Regions from separate parts of the Anas platyrhynchos genome. Here region 2 is linked to region 1. A link is a contact called in public Hi-C data. All regions are on one chromosome and are shown on one strand. Each heading gives the region's core, a stretch centred on a gene start, on an enhancer-like site or on the middle of the called end of the contact. The rest is flanking DNA. Distances are from core to core; before and after follow the strand shown. Region 1 overlaps LOC106019295 (a long non-coding RNA gene). Region 2 overlaps LOC113842084 (a long non-coding RNA gene).

What was found. A called contact is a pair of places that touch in the nucleus more often than the background predicts.
Region 2: a contact with region 1 is called in a Hi-C map of skeletal muscle, with 4 times the contacts expected there. The contact joins two enhancer-like sites. A contact is called at or near these places in 3 of 8 Hi-C or Micro-C datasets (liver, skeletal muscle and subcutaneous adipose tissue).

Annotation. Positions count from the first base shown.
Region 1 is chr1:125,143,543-125,146,676 of IASCAAS_PekinDuck_T2T, forward strand. It overlaps LOC106019295 (a long non-coding RNA gene), which reads left to right. Exons shown (of 3, transcript XR_001194003.5): 1 at 1-2,094; 2 at 2,425-2,643. Among named protein-coding and RNA genes, the nearest start is that of SIK1, 14 kb to the right of the region's middle. Within about 2 kb of position 1,614, at least 1 of the 8 cell types and tissues checked has an H3K27ac peak or open chromatin away from gene starts, as enhancers often do.
Region 2 is chr1:125,281,780-125,284,913 of IASCAAS_PekinDuck_T2T, forward strand. All of the region lies in intron 2 of LOC113842084 (a long non-coding RNA gene), which reads left to right. Among named protein-coding and RNA genes, the nearest start is that of CRYAA, 9.7 kb to the right of the region's middle. Within about 2 kb of position 1,417, at least 2 of the 8 cell types and tissues checked have an H3K27ac peak or open chromatin away from gene starts, as enhancers often do.

The DNA of each region.
Region 1 (3,134 bases), core at 364-2,863:
ACTTCTTCTGTCGTGTGGCAATGCTGTTAATTAGGAAACGTGAATCTACGGTGCTTTCCTGCTGTCCTCTCCTCATCGGGGTCCCTGCAAGACCTCGTCTTTCTCAACAGATTTCCCTCCAGCCCCACATTTGCGAGTGCCAAGGGCAGTGGCAATCGAGCGATCGAGCACTCTCCCTGGCGGTGTTTTTCTCCCCTGTGCTGACCCCTGGGGTTATCTGACAAGACTTCTGCCAGACGTCAGCCGGAGCAGGACTTGGCACAGAGACAGCGCTGCAACGCAGGAAGGCGTTGCACTTGTGCTGCCGAAGGTGGGGAGAGCAGCCCTGGCTCCAACGGTGCTTCAAACCACCCGTGGCACAAAGAGCTGCGGCTGCAAAACCGCCGGCAGAAGCCGGGTGCCTACTTCACCTCGCCTCATCTACAAGGTGCGGGGTGCTCTCTGGAGGAGCAGCTTCCCTCTGGGTTAACAGCCTCGAGGGACTGGCTGATTCACCCCACTCTGGTTATCGGGTCAGGAGAGCCCTGCTGCGGGCTGGTGGCCCAGCGAGGTGCTGAGTCACTGGCGTGGGCTCTGAACTCTGCCCCTGGATGTGGCGGGCAATGGCCGAATGTCACGCAGGAGCTTCGTGGAGCAGAGAGAGGGGTCATCCTCCTCAGATGCTTACCCTGCGGGAGTGCAGGGCTGGCTGGCTGCCTGGCACAGGGGGTGCTTGACCGCGAGGTCCCAGCCCTGCACCCGAGAGGTGCGTGCAGACCACCCCAGGCCGATGGGGTGCTAACTGGGGAGGTGAGGGACAATCCCAATAAGGGAAGCCATATCCAGGAGTACTGGCTTCCACAGCAAGCTGCACAAAGCGAGCACTCCCATCCCTGTGGATCCCACTGCTCCACGGGCAGGTAGAGCTGTCACCTTGCTTGACACCACCTCCAGGACCCCCTGGAGCAGTGGCTGCAGCCCCCAGCCCCATGGGCCTGCACGACCCTCCTGTCCCGGCTGCTGGAATATGAAATTTCAGTTCTGCTGGAAGCCTTCCAATTTCAACATTTATTTTTCTTCCTTGAAAGAAGAAGGCAAAGGGGGAAGCACGCAGAGGCAGGGGGGCGGGGGGCTAGTTGCAGCGGCATGCAGCAGTCTCACCAATGAATCCTGACACTTTGTTTTTGTTCAGGCTTCTCAGAAATGCTTATTTGGGAACGGGGCATTTTCAAATGTCATATTGTGATGGAAAATGCCTTATCTAGTAATACTAGCTAACCTTCCTCCGGCTTGAGATGCCTGAAAAAAATCTCACTTGGCTCGGCTCCACGCAGCTGACGGCCGACCCCCTTCCAGCCCCATGGCCACAGGGGGCACAGGCTGGCCCCTCTGCGCCCGGGGTCCCTGCAGGTTGCCAAGAGGTTGCATTTGGAAAGGGGGCTTGCCCCCACTGCTGGGAGGGCTAAAGGACATGCTGCAACTATCACGCATGCTTCAGAAGCCCGGGTTTGAAAGCAGCAGTTGAGATCTGCTTGATTAAACATTCACTGTGTTCCCAGGACTGGGCTGCTGCTCCTCAGATAACTGGGAGTAAATCACAGGCAATTAGCGATTTGTCTGAGGTGCTCCTTGACTCAGAGCCCTGTAGCGAAATCCTACCGTTACTCATTAGCCCACACATCCTCCTTCCTCTCCGGGTGGCATCCGAGCAGCCTCGTCGGGGTGCAGGGAGCACGGCGATGTCACTTCACGTTTATCTAGGAAAAAAGTTTCCCACACTCCTTCGTGGCTCTTTTTGTTTTGATTCAGAGATTTTGTTTTTCTGGAGAGTTAAAATAAATCTCGAACTGCAGCAGCAGCACTTTTCTGAACGCAGTGTTTGTTGCTAGATAATCCTGTGAGGGAAACATGCTAAAAAGCAGTGCAGCAGACTTGTCACCAGTCCAGAGCTGGCTGAACGAGGCTGATCCAGTAGTTAAAATGTGGTGTGACATTTATGCGTGGCGTAAAGCACTTGCGGTCACTCGGAGCTTGTGACCACTGCTTCTCTTCTTTCTGGACACGGACTGCTCCTCACGGCCTTTCTCTCCGACCATTCAAGCTGTCATGGCAGTGGTAAAACCTGACTTTTGTTCTGCTCACTCCATGCTGCTCCAAAAGTGTGGGCTGACAGGGGACACCTCCTGCCCCATGCTCCCTGCTGCTACCTGACCATCTCCGCTGGCCACATCAGCACAGCCTGACCAGCCCTGAATCATGTCCTGGTCAGTGCCCAGCCCAGAATTTGGGAATCTGGGAAGAAAGGTTTATCCTTTTGTTCTTCCTTTCCTTTTAAAACCACTTTAAAGCAAATGTGTCTGTCTTTAAAAATATGGTATTTTTGCAAAGCTTTTAAGATTATTTTTATCTTTTTTTTTTTTATCTTTTTTTTTTTTTTCTATTCAGTACCATCAAAAGTGACTGGAGTGACATTAATGGAAGTTAAACAGGGTGTTGACCTTCTCCAGAAGGTCTGAACCAGCACTTAGAGCCTCCACCTCACTGCACATTTGTGTGGTTTGAGAATGCCTCCTGTGCGATGGTCGGGGTGCTTCCATCTGGAGGGCTGTTTCCAAGAGAGCCCAGAAAATAGCACTCTCTTTGCAGGAGATTGGATATTTGTAGGTAAGTGCATCCCTTTCCCCCATACCAGCTGGTTTTTAAAGTGATCTAGCAAGCACCCAGAGAATTTCTTCTGCCTCACACAAGCCATGGGCTCTTAAACACTGACCCTTGCTTTTACTTGGTGCCTGTTAATTTGAGAATATTTCAAACTGCTCTTCCAGCAGCATGGGGTGGGAGCATGAAATGATTTAATTAAGCCTGCAGTGGGCTCAATGTATACTGGGCTAGCACGTTGTTTTGGGGGGCTACAGATCTTTCAGACTGGGAGTGCCATACTGGTGAGTTCCACTTGGAGATGTGGCCTTTAAATCTCCACTGTGTTTCCATGCAGAGTGCTCTTAGAGCCAAATGGGGTCCCAAAAGCTGATAGAGCAACTTCCTTGGCCCCTGCACACATTTTTTGGATATCTCAGTGCTAGGATTTCATTCCTTGAAGTCAGCGGAAAATCCTCCAGTGACTTACAAGGGATAGGAATTCTTAAGAAAATAAA
Region 2 (3,134 bases), core at 167-2,666, 140 kb after region 1:
AGGGCAGCTTCTGCACTTTTATCTTATCGAACCAGATGGAAACGCGGGCTGCCTCTAGGTTTTGTTTGGGGTTTTGTTTGTTTGCTTGTTTTTCCTTTAAGTTTGTGTTACTGAACCATAAATGAGTCCATCTGTGGGTGCTGCTTTAGCTAGGACTTTGTTTCAGAGCTACCTGTCTGATCCCAGGGAGGTGCAGGAGGGCTGCTCCTTCCTGGGAAGATGGAAATCGATGTTCCAGACAGCTGCACTGGCACCATTGCTTATTTGGGTTCTCCATATAGGCCAGTCCGAACCTCTCTTACCCTGTGCTCCCTTCTGTGATGAGTTAAAATGACAGGGCATTGCTGGTGCCAGGATGAGCAAACCCAACCTAGGAGGCTTATCCCAAGGTGTCTCCTCTGCTGTGTGCTCCTGGAAGAGCTCCTGCCTAGCAAAAATCCTCAACAATCACTTTTCTTTACGAAATCCTTTCGCAGACTCCACCGAACCGCCTCTCCACGGAGGCACACAAATTGAAGCCAAGCTTTCTGCGTTACTATTTTCTGGACTGTTTGGAAGCAGTTTGTAAATTATCGGGGGAGAAAGGTCAGGCTGCTGCTGAACACTTCGGGAAGCCAGCATCGTGGAGAAGGGGCTGGCGTGCTTTGTCTGCAGTGGGAGAGGGTTCAGCACGCACATCCTCTGCAACACCCGAGGAGCCTCAGAGCAAAACCAGCAGAGACAAAGAGACGCGGCCCGAGTGCTTCTCCTTAAGTAAAAACAAACAACAACAAAAAAGCAGGAAATTAAACCCCAGACCTTCCTCAGGCAGTGCTGAAAACTATGAAGCAGGCTTCTCTCAGAGGTCCTTGCAGCTCACCTCGGGATACTGCTGGTGATGCCTGGTGGGTTTATCTCAAGATCTACACCAGCAGAGCCAAATCCCCTGCCAGACCTCAGCCAGGTGTCCCCCAGAGGAACAAAAGGGCCCAGAGCCTCCTGCTTGGGAATGGCCTGCGTGTGGGGAGGGCAAAGCACCCTTTTTATTGCAGAATCACAGGATGGCTGAGCTGGGAAGAGAGCTCTGGGGTAGCCTGCTCCAACCCCTGCTCAATGGATGTCAGAGGTGGGAGCAGGATTTGGGTTCCCAGCGACTTTTCCAGGGGTTGTTTCCCTGCAGCAGCGCGTGGAGTCCTGGGGTGAGGGGCTGGCATCGGGGTGGGGGGGGGGAAAGGAGAGAGCATGGGCAATGGGGCTGCACAGCTTCCTTCCGAGAGCACTGTCAACGAGAAAAGGAAAAATAAAACTGAAATAATTGCTGCTGGGAGGGGGGGAGGAAGAGAAACGTCTCTGGAGGAATACACAGGAGATGCCCAGAAAAATACCGAGCGTGACCTTTCGGTTTGGTCTTTCCTTTAAAGCAGAGAAGAGCGAATGCATCCCAAAGACATGGGGCTGCTGCCATCTCTTGGCCAACCTCGGGGCTCCTGAGCACGCAGGCACCCAGAGCTGCCTGATTTAGGGATCTCAAACACAGCCATTTCTTGCTCCGGCTGCTTTATTCTTTCCGAGAGGGGATTGCTGAATATGCAGAAGTCCTTTGGTACAGCGTCTCCGAGCTTCTGAACCTTTAAGGCATCAAGCCAACAAAATTGCGTGTGTGCAGCTATGTCAGAGGTGCAAGGTTTTGTGTGCACTGCGTACAGCCGAGCACAGGTAACTCTGACTTTACTACACGGATGCCCTTGGTCAACCAAAGACCTTGTGGGGGCAGAGCCCACGTCACCTCCCCAGCTGCATCTCCCAAATCCATGTGCAGCAATAAAAGGCATGGGGGTGCTCGGTGTGTCACTGTCACAGGCCTTTGAGGGCCTACTGGGTTACCTGGAGGTGCTCAGAGCCTCGTGCTGCTGCCAAATGCCATGTTTATGGCTTTCCACACCACTGTCATCGTACCTATCTGCCCGCTAGCCCTGTGCCCGTGTCTGTGGTCTCCCTGGGGCACAGCCCGAAATCTGGGGGCCCAAGGGAGTCCTTTGGTCCTCCGGAGCACAGGCAAGGCTGCCACCATGTGGGGACACAGCTCTGCTGGGAAATTGCTCGCTGAATCTTGGGGTGTCCCTCTGCCAGGAACATGGTGGGAAAAGCCCAAAGAAAATGGAAAAACTGGGGGCAGGAGGGGGAAACGTGGCACCCGCTGATCTCCTGAGCATTTACACCAGGTGTTGGTGCCACTGCCACCACCGTGGTGTCATCGGGGCCCTGTGGGAGCAGGGGGAATGGCCCCAAGGCCCCCTTCCTGACGCACCTCCCCCAGGATCCTTGGGGTAACGCTGCAGGGATTTCTGTGGAGGGGAAGCCAAAGCTGTTTCTGCTTTGCCTTGCTGCAGGCAAGGTTAGGTGATAAAAATGCAGCACAACAGGGACGGAAAATCACCCTGAGTGGCAAGCCCTGAATACAGAGCCACCCTACGCCGGGCTGCTTGGACCCTACAGGGTGCCACCAGCACCCAGTGGGCAGGGTCCCTCGCTGCCTTTCAGCCCATGGCCAAGTCATTGCTGAGTTTCTAGCCGATAGCTGGGGAGGCAGGTGGTGTATAAAGCTGCCTCTCTGTCCGTGCCACCCACGGAGGGATGGCAGCCCTCCTGCACGTGTCCTGCCCAGGGGCTGGGGGCTCTGGGGCTGGGGACAGCCAGGGGAGGCAGTGGGGACACGGCCCCCCCTGCATGATACAGCCGGCGTGTCCTCGTGCACTGGCTTTCAGCAGCCTCTCGTGTTTTTAATTAGCTAATGGATCGCCAAGGGATTTGAAATAAGCTGCTCTCAAAGCAGCGAGAGTCAGGCCTGCCTTCCCCAGGACTTGTCCCAAAGGGGTTGCAGCACGGGAGCTACCACCAGAGCTGCTGCCCCTCTGCGTGGCCCCAGTCCTGCCCTTGTTTCCTGCCATCAAGACTTCAACCTTCGGCCAAATGAGCAGAAAAAGGGGCCCTAAAATATCTGAAATCCCATTTCCTGGGACTGACAGACACACCCCATGCTGCTCAAACACCTGCAGGTAATGTCTTCGCACAGACCCGCTTCCTCCAGGATACCAGGCTTAAAATAAGTTTCCTCCTTTTTACACCGCTGGGAGGTTCGAGTGCGGGCTAAGTGC